Regions from separate parts of the Macaca mulatta genome. Here region 1 is linked to region 2. The links are chromatin contacts, called in public Hi-C maps. All regions are on one chromosome and are shown on one strand. Each heading gives the region's core, a stretch centred on a gene start, on an enhancer-like site or on the middle of the called end of the contact. The rest is flanking DNA. Distances are from core to core; before and after follow the strand shown. Region 1 holds the start of LOC717626 (tyrosine-protein phosphatase non-receptor type substrate 1-like). Region 2 holds the start of STK35 (serine/threonine kinase 35).

Region 1 (6,146 bases), core at 3,466-5,965, 300 kb before region 2:
TGGGAAATAGGTCAGTGGTTGCCAGAGGACTGAGAAGGAGACAGGTGGCTAAGTAAAGCACAGTGGATATTTTAGAGCCATGAAACTATTCTGTGTGGTACTGTAGTGATTGATATATCTGCTAAGGGCTTGTTATCCAGAACGTATAAAGAGGTCCTACACTATCCATTTGTCACTATGCATTTGTCAAAACCATAGAATTATACAGCACAAAAAGTAAACCTTTGCCAGGCGCAGTGGCTCACGCCTGTAATCCCAGCACTTTGGGAGGCCAAGGCAAGTGGATCACCTGAGGTCGGGAGTTCAAGACCAGCCCGACCAACATGGAGAAACCCCGTCTCTAGTAAAAATACAAAATTAGCTGGGCATGGTGGCGCATGCCTGTAATCCCAGCTACTCGGGAGACTGAGTAGGAGAATCGCTTGAATCCGGGAGGCGGAGGTTGCGGTGAGCCAAGGTTGCACCATTGCACAATCTTGCAACAAGAGGGAATCTCCATCTCAAAAAAAAAAAAAAAAAAAAAGTAAACCTTAATGTATGCCATTTTAAAAAATCTACTAGGAGGATGGGGAATCACAGGATAAAAAATGCAGATGATGACAAAATAATCTAATTGTATTACAAACGTATGAGAGATCTCATTGAAGGGCATGGAGACTAGAGGTGCTGACCTAAACAACTTTGGAAATGACTGGAAACAAGAAGGCTAAAGACCAAAAGAGCTGTCCATAAGCACTGCCCTCCAGTTGGTAGAGCTGAAGCTGTTTCTCACAGGGGTAGCACTTGACAATTCTGAAACCCCAGTACAAGTGTACTAACATTGAACAACTAAGTAAATGGATGGCAGATGGTAGGAGCCAGGTTTTTCACTGCTGAAGTGGAAGGTTATAGATAAGCAAAGGGAGAAGGATAGAATGAACAGTATGAATGTGTCAGAATCAGAGATGGCAGCACGAGCTCATGTTTAACTGAATATAGATACCGATGATAGATACAGAATCATTACAGTTATATGTGTACACAGGCTAGGATACGTACACGTATTTCCTAGCCCTGCTCCCTGGCAGTGGGTCCCCAGTAGCAACATGCAAACTCACCATTCAGATCTGTTTCTAATAACATTCTCCGGTGAAAGGAACCAGGCTCCCTGGAGAAATGGCTGATTCTAAGGCTGGGAAGAAAATATGCAAGATGAGTCTGGAGCAGCTTTAGTGCCAGAAAGTAAGGAAGGGCTCAAAAACATAACAAAAAATTATGGCAAAGGGACACAGGAGCCAATAGAGAGAGCTCCCAGGCGCCAAAACTGGAACAATTTAAAGCAACAATATAAATAACATAGTATTGGATTACAATGAAAAGTACAAAATAAATATCCATGAGTGCACATGGATATAACAAATGACTGAATAAACAAATAGCAGAAGAATTCCAAATAACTTATTACATACTGCCCCCTTAAGGAAGTGAAGCATAACTCCCCATCCCTTAAGTGGAGGCTGTGCATAGCGGCTATTATATGAGGCTATTCTCATTATTAGATTGGGGTTATTATCAGACTGGTTTGGGGCAGGAAAACCACAGAGGTACAGCGTCATTCTCAACAAGTTATATCGAGAAAATATACTATCAATATCAGTATCACTTAATGTTAACCTTGATCACCTGGTTATTTGATCAGTCTTCTGTTTAAATTATTGTTGTTAATTGTTATTGTTAATTATTATTGTTGTTAATTATTTGATCAGTCTTCTGTTGCTGAGCCTTGAGGCTTGAGGTAACGTCTGTCAGGTAATGGCAAAGGTAATGTTTATCAAGTTTTTTCAACATAATGCTAACTATAATATTATAAATACATTTTTAAATGATTGCAGTGCTTCAGGGCCCTTGCATCATACTCTGCAATGTGACTTTGCCGCTCCTCCCTGGGAGAAGTGATTTCTATTTCCCCATCTCTTGAATCTAGGATGGCTTGTGACATGCTTGGACCAATAGAATGTAATGGATGTAAATTCACACCAGTTATAGTCTCAGGAGGCACTGCATGTAGCCAGACGTTGAGGGACACATAGCCTGAACACCTCTCTAACCCTAGCTGATAGCTAGTCGACTACTGTGATTTAGGCCAGACATGTGATTTAGGCCATTCCAAATACACCAGCCCCAGCAGACTCACCCTCTCTGATCCAAGACACAAGGAGCAAATGCAAAGTTAGCTGAGCTTGGCCCAGATCAGCAGTGCTACCCAGCTGACCCACATGAGCAATACGAAAAGCTTTCTGTTTAAAGCCACTGAATTTTGGAGTGGTTTGTTATACCGCAATAGCTATGTGCCTCACTGGCACCTAGGCATAACAATGCATGTAGGTGGTTATTTGTCGTAACACACTGTGATTAGAGAAGATTAGGAGCAGCCTCAAGGCTCAGCAATAGAACACTGATCAAATAATTACAGGAGAGCCAAACAATGGAATATTATGCAGCTGTTCAAAAGAATGAGGCAGCCCCATGCGAATCAACATGGAACAAACTCCATGATGCATTTTTAAGCGAAGCAGCAAGAGGCAGAAGAGTATATAGGGCAAGCTACTATTGATCCTGTAAAATAATTGTATTTGCATAGACTATCTCCGGGAGGGTACACAGAAACCTGTAACAATGGCTGTCTCTAGGAAGGGGAACTGGGTGCCTGGGGAACAAGAGCAGAAGCGAGACTTCCTTTTCAGGCTATCTTCTTTTTTATCTTTTGAATCGTGTAAATGTGTTATCTATTCAAAAATAAACAAAACCAGAATGTAAAAACTCCTATGCCTTTCAAATTCAGAGAGCCTTATTATTCTCTTTCCAAGACTCCCAAGATCCACCGGGACGAAAAAACAGCAGTCAGGGAACCATTCCGATTTTCTCTGCTCTCTCCCCGACAGTCCCCACCCGCGCAGAGTGAAGCTGATTTCTCTGGTAAACCTTGTTTGTGAGCTTCGCCCAGGCGACACTACCTCGCCTGCCACTGGAGGGCAGCGCGAGGCTTCCTTCCTGGGGAGGAATTGCGGAGAGACGGTGGTCGGCCCTGAATAGCAGGCTGGCTCCTACATGAAAGGCTCTGGCTTTCCGTTTTTGTTTGCATCTTTGTTTGCTTTCTTTCTTTCTTCTTTTCTTTTCTTTTTTTTTGGGGGGGGGGAAAAAAAAAGAACAAAAAATGGTCTCTACCCAAGAACCCCATTCCAGGCAGTAGATTCGCCAGCCATTGCTTGTGCGTCTTCGCCAAGAGAGGGGGAGATGCGCCGGCGCTCCTTACCGCTCACATCTACCCGGCTGGATAAAACCATTTGGGGAACTTGCCCTTCAGGCTGCTGAAGACTTGCTGCTTCACAAGTCTTACTTGTGAAGACCCGGAGGGTTTGCCTTTGACCCCGCCTGTGACCTTAAGAAAACCCCTTTCTACCCTGCGCCTGTCCCACAGCTGGAAGTGATAATTTTAAGGATGAATTAAACACTTGATTTGTGACACTGCGGAACTAAGCACTTTCTGGACTGTGTTATGCCCCATTTTACAGATGAGGAAGCTGAGGCCTCCAGAGGCGGAGTAACTTGCCCGTGGTTACACAGCTAGTCAGTGGCGGGCAGGATTTAAATCCAGGGTTCCCCGCTTCCTAATCCTCTGCTTTTACGACTTAACTTACCCTGCCTCCAAGGGCTGCTGGGGAAAACGAGGGTTTCAAAGGAGAAGCGGCTAAGGAAAAGCTCTGGAAAGGGCCAAAGGAGAAGCGGCTAAGGAAAAGCTTTGGAAAGGGCCAACGGAGCGGATATTCAGGGAGCCTCTCTGCGAGCCACGCGCCGGCACGCCTCTGGGAAGCCCGCCTCCCCCTGCAGATAGGCGTTGTGACATTCTTGCGTCCCTGTCGAACATGCGAAGAGACCGAGGCCCAGAGTGGCGCAGGGCGAGCCCGGAGGCTGCGCCCCAGTGCTGAAGGAGCCACTGCCGCCGCTTCTTCCGCTCCGCTGCAATCCGCACGCAGGCGCCGGCTCCCCGAGGCCCCGGGCGCACTAGCCGCACGCCTGGGTAAAAGGTCCGGATGAGTCTGCAGAAGCGCGCCCACGCCCGAGACGGCCGTTTCCGCCGGCCTGGGAAGGGGGCAGAGAAGGGGGTCGCTCGGGCCGCAGCGTCCCAGTCCCCGCCGGCCGAGCCGTGTCTTGGGCCAGTCTCCACACTTCGCTTCTTCCCCACCTGGGGAAGGGGGCGCAGCGGTAGGGCACTGGAGCGCACGATGCACCCCGCCAACGGGTCCTTTCTGCAAACGGGGTTCCTGTTTTCATGCAAATGCCTTTGTTAGCGCACCGGGAACCAGGAGGACGAAACTGCAGCTGACGCGGGCTGCGCGCCGCTTTTCCGCCTTCGCTTGATTCGGCCTGAACGACTAAAACGCGCCGCGCCAGGAACAAAAACACCGGCGCCGCGGAAACCCGCAGTAGCGGCGCGAGAAGTGCGGCTCGGTTGGGGTCCGCGAGAAGCGGTGCACGCGGCGGCTCACGCGGCGGGGCTGGTGCCTGGAGGCCTTCACACCGCATCACCGAGGGCAAGGAACCTCCAACTCTCCCTCAGTTTCTCCACCTGCATTGGGATGTCCTATATAAGGAGTGCCCGCTCCTTGCTGTAATTATTTTGTCCAAGCACTGTGGGAGGCAGCGTTGAGGAGGCTGTTGTGGGGAGTTTGCCTGTCAGAGAGAAGAGGGAAGTAAACAAGAAACATACAGACAAAATAATTTCAAATAGCAACAAGTGTTGATATCATAGCAAACACCACTGCAACGCTTGTGCCAGGCTCTGCTCTATGCTATATGCACATTAGGTCATGTAGTCCTCACTCCCTTGCACAGATAAGAAAATGCAGGTTGAATAATCTATTCAAGGGAAACAGGAAGTTGAACAATATGTGGAGAAACAGGTTGAACAGTATGTGGGGAACTAGGTTGAACAATAGCCTCAAGTGTGCAGTAGGTAGGCTGGGCACTTGAGAATATTGGGCCCAGCAGGGGTTCGACCCAGCCAGTCCAGCCCCAAGTGGAAGCTTTTGCACACTCCGTTACACCACTTTTGGCTGTACTAGGAAGGAAGTAAAGTGGTGACACGCTCAAGAGAGAGTTGGGGCTAGATAGGATCTGCTCCTAGAAGGATGTCAATGGCCATCTCTATGCAAGGGAGTGTCTAAGCTGAGGCCTGCACAATAAGAGGAACTAGCCTTGCAAAGAGCTGGGCATGTCCAGCAGAGAAAACAGCAAGGGCAAAGGCCTTGAGGTGGAAGAGTACCTGTGGGGTTTCATGAACATAAGGATGGAACTCAGTGAGCAGCAATAAGAAGGAGAGGAGATGGTCAGGAGCTGAGGGTAGCAGGCTTTGCAGGTCTCAGCAAGGAGCTGGACTTTCATTCTAGGTGTGATGGGAAGTTTTGTTGTTATGGCCACTGAAGGAATTGGGTGGATGGAGTTCGACTAGAGGGTGGATACCCTTCCTGCCCTACCAGCCTTGAGTTCAAGGAGGAAGTTGATTACTCAGGCCTTAAGCATGCCCCTCCTCATCTGGCCTCCTGGCTTCTAGGAGATTCCTGAGGACATTCACCAAGTCTCCAACATTACCTGATGTCAGATCAGGTAAGCCCTCATCTTACAGATAGGGCTGAGACTGAGGCCCCGACTTCAGGGATGTGTCTTCACCTTTGAGTAGGAGAAGCAAGGGTGGTATCTGCTTCATCTACTCATGTACCTGCAGCACCTAGCACAGGCTGACCAGCCCATCCTTGGACCCAGGCAAGCAGAGCTGTGCCCTGGCCAGCCTCCAGCTGCGTACGTCCCCATAGGCTAGAGAGTCTGCAGTGCCAAGGGGATATACCCATCCAAGTCTTTGCTCCTTGTCTAGAGTACTACAGATTCCTAGGATACCTAAAAGTCCCAAACCTGCTGCCAGGCCTCTTCCTGGTCTATTGTCTGGAGGCAGAACACTAAACCCAGGGTGTAGCCAAGGGGCACTGCTGAGTATGGGGTGTGGATGGAGCTTGGACCTGCAGCCTGGTATGTCTACACACATGCAGGTGAGGTGTGCACGGTACAGGATGGAGCTGGGGATGAGAAGGGAAGGTGGCAGGTTATAGGCTGGG
Region 2 (6,172 bases), core at 1,134-3,633:
GGATTAAAGAATTAAATCTAAGACCTCAAACTGTGAAACTACTATAAGAAAACATTGGGGAAACTCCAAGACATCAGTCTGGGCAAGGAGTTCTTGAGTAATACTCTCTAAGCATATGCAACCAAAGCAAAAATGGATAGATGGGAGCACATCAAGTTGAAAAAGCTTCTGCTCAGCAATCAACAAAGAGACAACCCACAGAATGGAAGAAAATATTAGCAAACTATCTATCTGACAAGGAATTAATAACCAGAATACATCAAAAGCTCAAACAACTCTACAGGAAAAAAATCTAATTATCAAATTAAAAATGGGTAAAACGTTTGAACGGACATTTCTCAAAAGAAGACATACAAACGGCAAACAGAAATATGAAAAGGTGCTCAACATTGTTAATTATCAGAGAAATGCAAATCAAAACTATAATGAGGTATCAGCTCATCCCAGTTAAAATGGCTTATATCCAAAAGATATGCAATAACAAATGCTGGCAAGGATGTGAAGAACATATACTATTGGTGGGAATGTAAATTAGTACAACCACTATGGAGAACAGTTTGGAGGTTCCCCAAAAAACTAAAAATAGAGCTACCATATGATCCAGCCATCCCACTGTTGGGTATATACCCAAAAGAAAGGAAATTAGTATTTCGATTTTCCTGTGTTTGTTGCAGTTCTGTTCACAGTAGCCAAGATCTGGAAGCAACCTAAGCGTCCATCAACAGATGAATGGATAAAGAAAATGTGGAACTTACACACAATGGAGTACTATTCTGCCATTAAAAAGAATGAGATTCAGTCATTTGCAACAACATGGATGGAACTGGAGATCACTATGTTAAGTGAAATAAGCCAAGCACAGAAAGAAAAACACCTCACGTTCTTATTTGTGGGATCTAAAAAATCACAACAATTGAACTCATGGAGACAGAGAGTAGAATGACGGTTACCAGAGGCTAGGAAGGGTGGAGGGGGAATGAGGATGGGGGAGGGTAGGGATGGTTAATGGTCATGGTTAAAAAGACCTTCTGATCACCATTTTGCAACCGTAATAATTGTTTCAAGCAAGAATCACCATGAATTCTAAAACCAGTGGGTAAGAGTCTGAAGAACAGGATATTTAAATAGTCTCAAAATATCTTTCTACAGAATACTTAATACTTACAAAAGGAAAAATCGTAACTTTATGGTGGAGCGTACCTCCCCTTACACCACCTCAACCAAAGGATGGCAGTTAACACTGGGAATACAGGGACAAACACAATGTCATGTGCCTCCTGATGAAAGGCCCTGAGGAGGCAACTTTTTTCAGTAGCATTCCTGCCAAAAAATGCACACCCCCTCAGAATAGCACGGGATGGGTGGGTGGCGGTGGGGAGGAAAGAAAAATGGATACTCTGAATCTAATCATAAGAAAACATCAGATGAATAAAAATTTAGGGACATTCTACAATATACCTCGCCAGTACTCTTCAAAAATGTCAAGGTCATGAAAGACAAAGCAAGGCTGGATAACTAACTGCCTTTCCAGATTGAAGGAAACTAAAGAGGCATGACAATTCAGTGCAACATGTGATACTGAATTGGATCCTGGGGAATAGCTATAAAGGACATTACTGGGGCAATTAGCAAAATTTAAATATGGATGGAGTGTATTAAACAATTGTATAATTGTTAAAATTCCTGATTTCTGACCACTGTACTGAGATTATGCAAGATAATGTCTTTTTTTAAGGAAACACACAAATATTTGGGATAAAGGAGCTTGATGTTGGAAACTCTAAAACGATGTAGTAAAAATTATATACGTTTTATATATGTGTGTGTGTGTGTGTGAGAATATCTATATACCGTATACTGATTTCCTTTATTTTGGGGTATATACCATATAGATATCCACACACAACATGTATTTGTGTATATATACACACATACGAGAGGATATGGAAATGCAGCAAAATATAACAATTTGTTATTCTAGTGGAAAAGCATATGATCTTTACGATTCTTGAAATTTACGTGTAAATTTGAAATTTAATCATGAAAACAGAAGCTTTCAGCGACCAAATACATTATCAGAAATGGCCTGTCCCCAGTGAGCACTCTTTAGCTCATTCTTTTTCTACATCGCACTTATCACTGGCAAAAATTATCCTGTGCATTTATTTAATAATATTTAACATTGTGTGCAAGGCTGTCAGTGCTTTACCTGTATAACCTCTGTGAATCTTCTTACAGGTCAGGAACAAATACACAAGAAGATTGATTAACTTGCCCAAGGCCACCCATGTGGTTTGTCTCCTGCAGTGGCACAGAACCTCAACCAAGGCAGAAACTGCATTGTCTATTAGACTTAGAATGTCTATTAGACTTAGACTTGCTCAGCGACTTAGAATGGTGCCTAGCACATTACGGGTGTTCAATAATTATCCGTAGATTCAGTTAATAAACACTGGGCACCCACTAGGCCTACATCGGAATACAAAGTACAGAACAAAATATTCAAAAATCTGTGCCTAAATGGAGCTTTGAGTACTAAAACTCAGTCCCACACCAATTAGCGTCCATCTAGGTATTTCATTTGGGTCTATCATTCCTGAGAATTAAGGCCCATTCTTAATAGAGCCTCAGAGAAACGGATGCTCAGGGTGGGTCAATGATTTGCACAAGATAACTGTCTTGGTAGAAGGGAAGGTCGGGATTCCAACTCAGTCCCTGAGGTTCCCAGGCCCGACATATGAATCAAACGACCAAGACATCACCCAATCAGTATTTATTAGACGCCTACTGCGGACGATTGGTCTTCACGCAGGTCAGGCGAGAAGGGGTGGTGATGCGCGGGCCGCTGCGGAGACCCGGAGCCCGCCGCGGATCACGGGAATTTGGCGCCTATTTTTTGTTGGCTGGGTGTTCTCGCCGGTGATTGGGTCTCGGCAAAGCGTGCCGGTGCGCTCGGCTGCGGCTGCTCCGTCGACCTTGGCAGGACCGGGCGGTGCAGGACTCACTCGGCTGGCCTCCCGGGGGATGGGCCACCAGGAGTCTCCGCTGGCCAGGGCGCCGGCGGGAGGTGCAGCTTATATAAAGAGGTTATGTAAAGGGCTCAGCTGGCGCGAACACGTGGAAAGCCACGGGAGTCTAGGAGCCTGGGCCTCCCCAGCGTGCGCCGCAGCAGCAGAAGGATCCGCTGCACGCCGGGCTCCGGCCACCTCCCGCGCTGCTCGGTCCCGGAGGCAGCCCAGGCCCGGAGCGGACCATCCCCAGGCAGGGGCTCCAGGGAGGAAACGGGCCGCCCGGAAGTGGAGGTGCGCGGGCCAGGTAAGGGCGCCGTTCGAGGACTTAAGGCCAGCGCCGAGACTGGAGTTACTGCCACTGCCTCCGCGCTTGGCAAGGGAAATCGGGTCCTCGGCCGGTCACGCTCCGAGAAGCCGAACTTTTGAGCCAATCCCTTCTACCCGCCGCCCTCGGGGACTTGGGTCGGTCCGCTGGGCTCCGCTAGGGCTTAATTCAATGGACTGTTTACACGCGGGCGAACACAAGGCGGGGCGCGGGGAGGGGCGTCACGGAGGGGGCCAGGCAAAGAAAAAGATTTCCGCCGGCCAAATCGCGTCCTAAGGCGGTTTTCAGAAGGCGTGAAGCTTGCTGGCTCTTCTTTTTCCTATCGCTACATGACAAGCTAACAGAGAGAGCGGAGAGTTTTTGCTTTTCTTTCCGGTTCCCCCTCTGATCCGCTGCCCAGTGGTTCCGTCTTTCCCGCTTTCCCCTCCCCTCCCCCGTTCAATCAGCGGTGGTGGCTTCCGTCTTAAAGGGGCCGCGGCGGCCGGGGGAGGAGGAGGTGGGACGCCCCGCGGCCTACACTCCTGGCCTCCCCGCCTCGGCCTGGTCGTTTAACCGATTCTTTCGCCCGCAGGTCACAATCCAAGGTCCCGCTCCTCCGCGTCCCAGGGCCGGACGGAGGGATGAGGCAGGGGGGGCCCGGGCAGCGCCGTTGCTGCTCCCCCCGCCGCCCGCAGCCATGGAAACGGGGAAGGACGGCGCCCGCAGAGGTACACAAAGCCCGGAGCGGAAAAGGCGAAGCCCAGTGCCGCGGGCGCCCAGCACGAAGCTGAGGCCGGCGGCGGCGGCCCAGGCCATGGATCCGGTGGCGGCCGAGGCCCCGGGCGAGGCCTACCTGGCGCGGCGACGGCCGGAGGGCGGTGGCGGGTCCGCGCGGCCGCGCTACAGCCTGTTGGCGGAGATCGGGCGCGGCAGCTACGGCGTGGTTTATGAGGCAGTGGCCGGGCGCAGCGGGGCCCGGGTGGCGGTCAAGAAGATCCGCTGCGACGCCCCTGAGAACGTGGAGCTGGCGCTGGCTGAATTCTGGGCCCTCACCAGCCTCAAGCGGCGCCACCAGAACGTCGTGCAGTTTGAGGAGTGCGTCCTGCAGCGCAACGGGCTAGCCCAGCGCATGAGTCACGGCAACAAGAGCTCGCAGCTTTACCTGCGCCTGGTGGAGACCTCACTGAAAGGTAGGAGCACCGCGGGCCTTTCCACCCACGCAGGGCCTGGACCCCCTGCTCTCCGGACGGCTTGACCCACACTGTTCCCGGCTCTTCTAGGCCTCAGACCTGGTCCCTGTCACTCTGTGCCCAGACACACCCTCCTTTCCTGGTTCCAGGCTTTCGGCCCTCTCTCTTCTGCGGTCCCAGGATCAGCCCCGGAGCCTAAAGTTGGCTGGTATTTCCATAACAAGAGCTCGTTTAAGTGCTAACCATTAACTTAATAACTGCTCAACATTTGTGAGCTATGGTTATTAAACGTCTTCTATTTAAGATCCGTCGAGGAGTGGAGGAGGGGTTGGGTTCAGTTAGTAGCAAAGCTGCAGAGTCCCCTCACCCCCTAGGACCTCTCTGTTTCCCTCCCAAAACAAACAAAAAGAAAAAACTTCACTGGACCCACCCACACCCTCTCCCAGTCTTGCTTTCCCAAGTTTCCCGACACCCTCCAGCTCCAACCCCCAAACTCTTGTGGCTTCCTCGTCTGCCTTTTTTTCTGAGGCCCCCAGCCCTTCATCCCAGGCAGCCAAGCAAACTGACGGTTTTCTGGCTTGGTCCTCTGAGGCATGCAGGCTGACAGCCCTCACAGGTGGCCTTGAGAGCTGTCACATAACAAAGCATCCAACATCTTTTTCCTCCGTTTTACGTTCTTAATCTTTTTAACCTCAGAGGCTGGCTGGCAAATGGTTTTACTTAAAAGGAAAATGGGGTTCATTGAGGCAAGAGGTCTTGCAGTCCTGGAAGAACTAATTATCTTAGTTTCCGGGTTTTAACTGCAGTTAGGGAATGTGTTCATCCTAACTACCCAGTACCTGCAAGCCTTTCATACCACCAGTAGCTAAGTGTCTGCTCGGAGAGGAGGAGAGGGGCAGTAGAAAGTTTGAGGAGACTTTCTGAGGCAGGAGGATCCAGGGGAAGAAAGTTTACTAATCCGAGTCCCAGCTGTGGTCTTAGTGCTGAAGTAATTTTTAGGTAATAACTTCAAAAGTAGGTTCTATCCTCTTTCTATAAATAGAGAAACTAAGACTTAGAAGTGAACAAATAACTTGATCAGGGTTAATCCACTTGAAAGAGAAGTTAGACTGGACTCCTTGTTTCCTTGTATTTCTCAGAGTTTAAGTGACGGGAGCCCAGATCTGTCTTGATTCAAGGCCTGGATCCTTTCAAAGGCGTAATGCTGTTCTCCATACCCTGAGGATGAACTTTTAATAATGGGTAGGATTTGGGGTGAGTTTGGAGAAGGTGGTTTCCTAAAACCTTGTTTGGAGCTTTTGCACAGCTTACAGATTGAGAGAGTAGGTAAGAACTTCAAGCTGAGATTGAAGGTTCGAGACTGGCATCAATGAACTGAGGACACAGGAATAAACATTTGGCAAAGTGAAGTGCCACATCCCAAGGCGGTCTTGTAGTAGGAAGTCTCTTTCCTAAGAGAACGCTTTGTCCCATTACAAGTCAATTGTTTGACAGTGGAGTTGGAAACGTGAATAAGTATCACCTGGAGTCCTTCAAATAGATGTGTAACTTTATAAAGTCCGTCCCTGCCCCATCCATTCTGAGAAGCCCACCCTCTCCCCAGGGTGAGTGTTTTTGTTTTGAAAAGACTTCCAGCAGGGCACGATGGCTCACAACTGTCATCCCAG

The links. Hi-C and Micro-C count contacts between places; a contact is called where the count stands out from the background.
Region 1: a contact with region 2 is called in a Hi-C map of cortical neurons, with 3 times the contacts expected there. The contact joins the promoter of LOC717626 here to the promoter of STK35 in region 2. A contact is called at or near these places in 3 of 14 Hi-C or Micro-C datasets (cortical neurons, fetal cortex germinal zone and fetal cortical plate).

Annotation. Positions count from the first base shown.
Region 1 is chr10:82,281,694-82,287,839 of T2T-MMU8v2.0, reverse strand. It overlaps LOC717626 (tyrosine-protein phosphatase non-receptor type substrate 1-like), which reads right to left and starts at 4,715. Exons shown (of 8, transcript XM_028828281.2): 1 at 3,678-4,715; 2 at 1,098-1,171. The coding sequence starts at 1,122.
Region 2 is chr10:81,983,380-81,989,551 of T2T-MMU8v2.0, reverse strand. It overlaps STK35 (serine/threonine kinase 35), which reads left to right and starts at 2,383. Exons shown (of 4, transcript XM_015149399.3): 1 at 2,383-3,315; 2 at 3,908-4,505. The coding sequence starts at 3,025.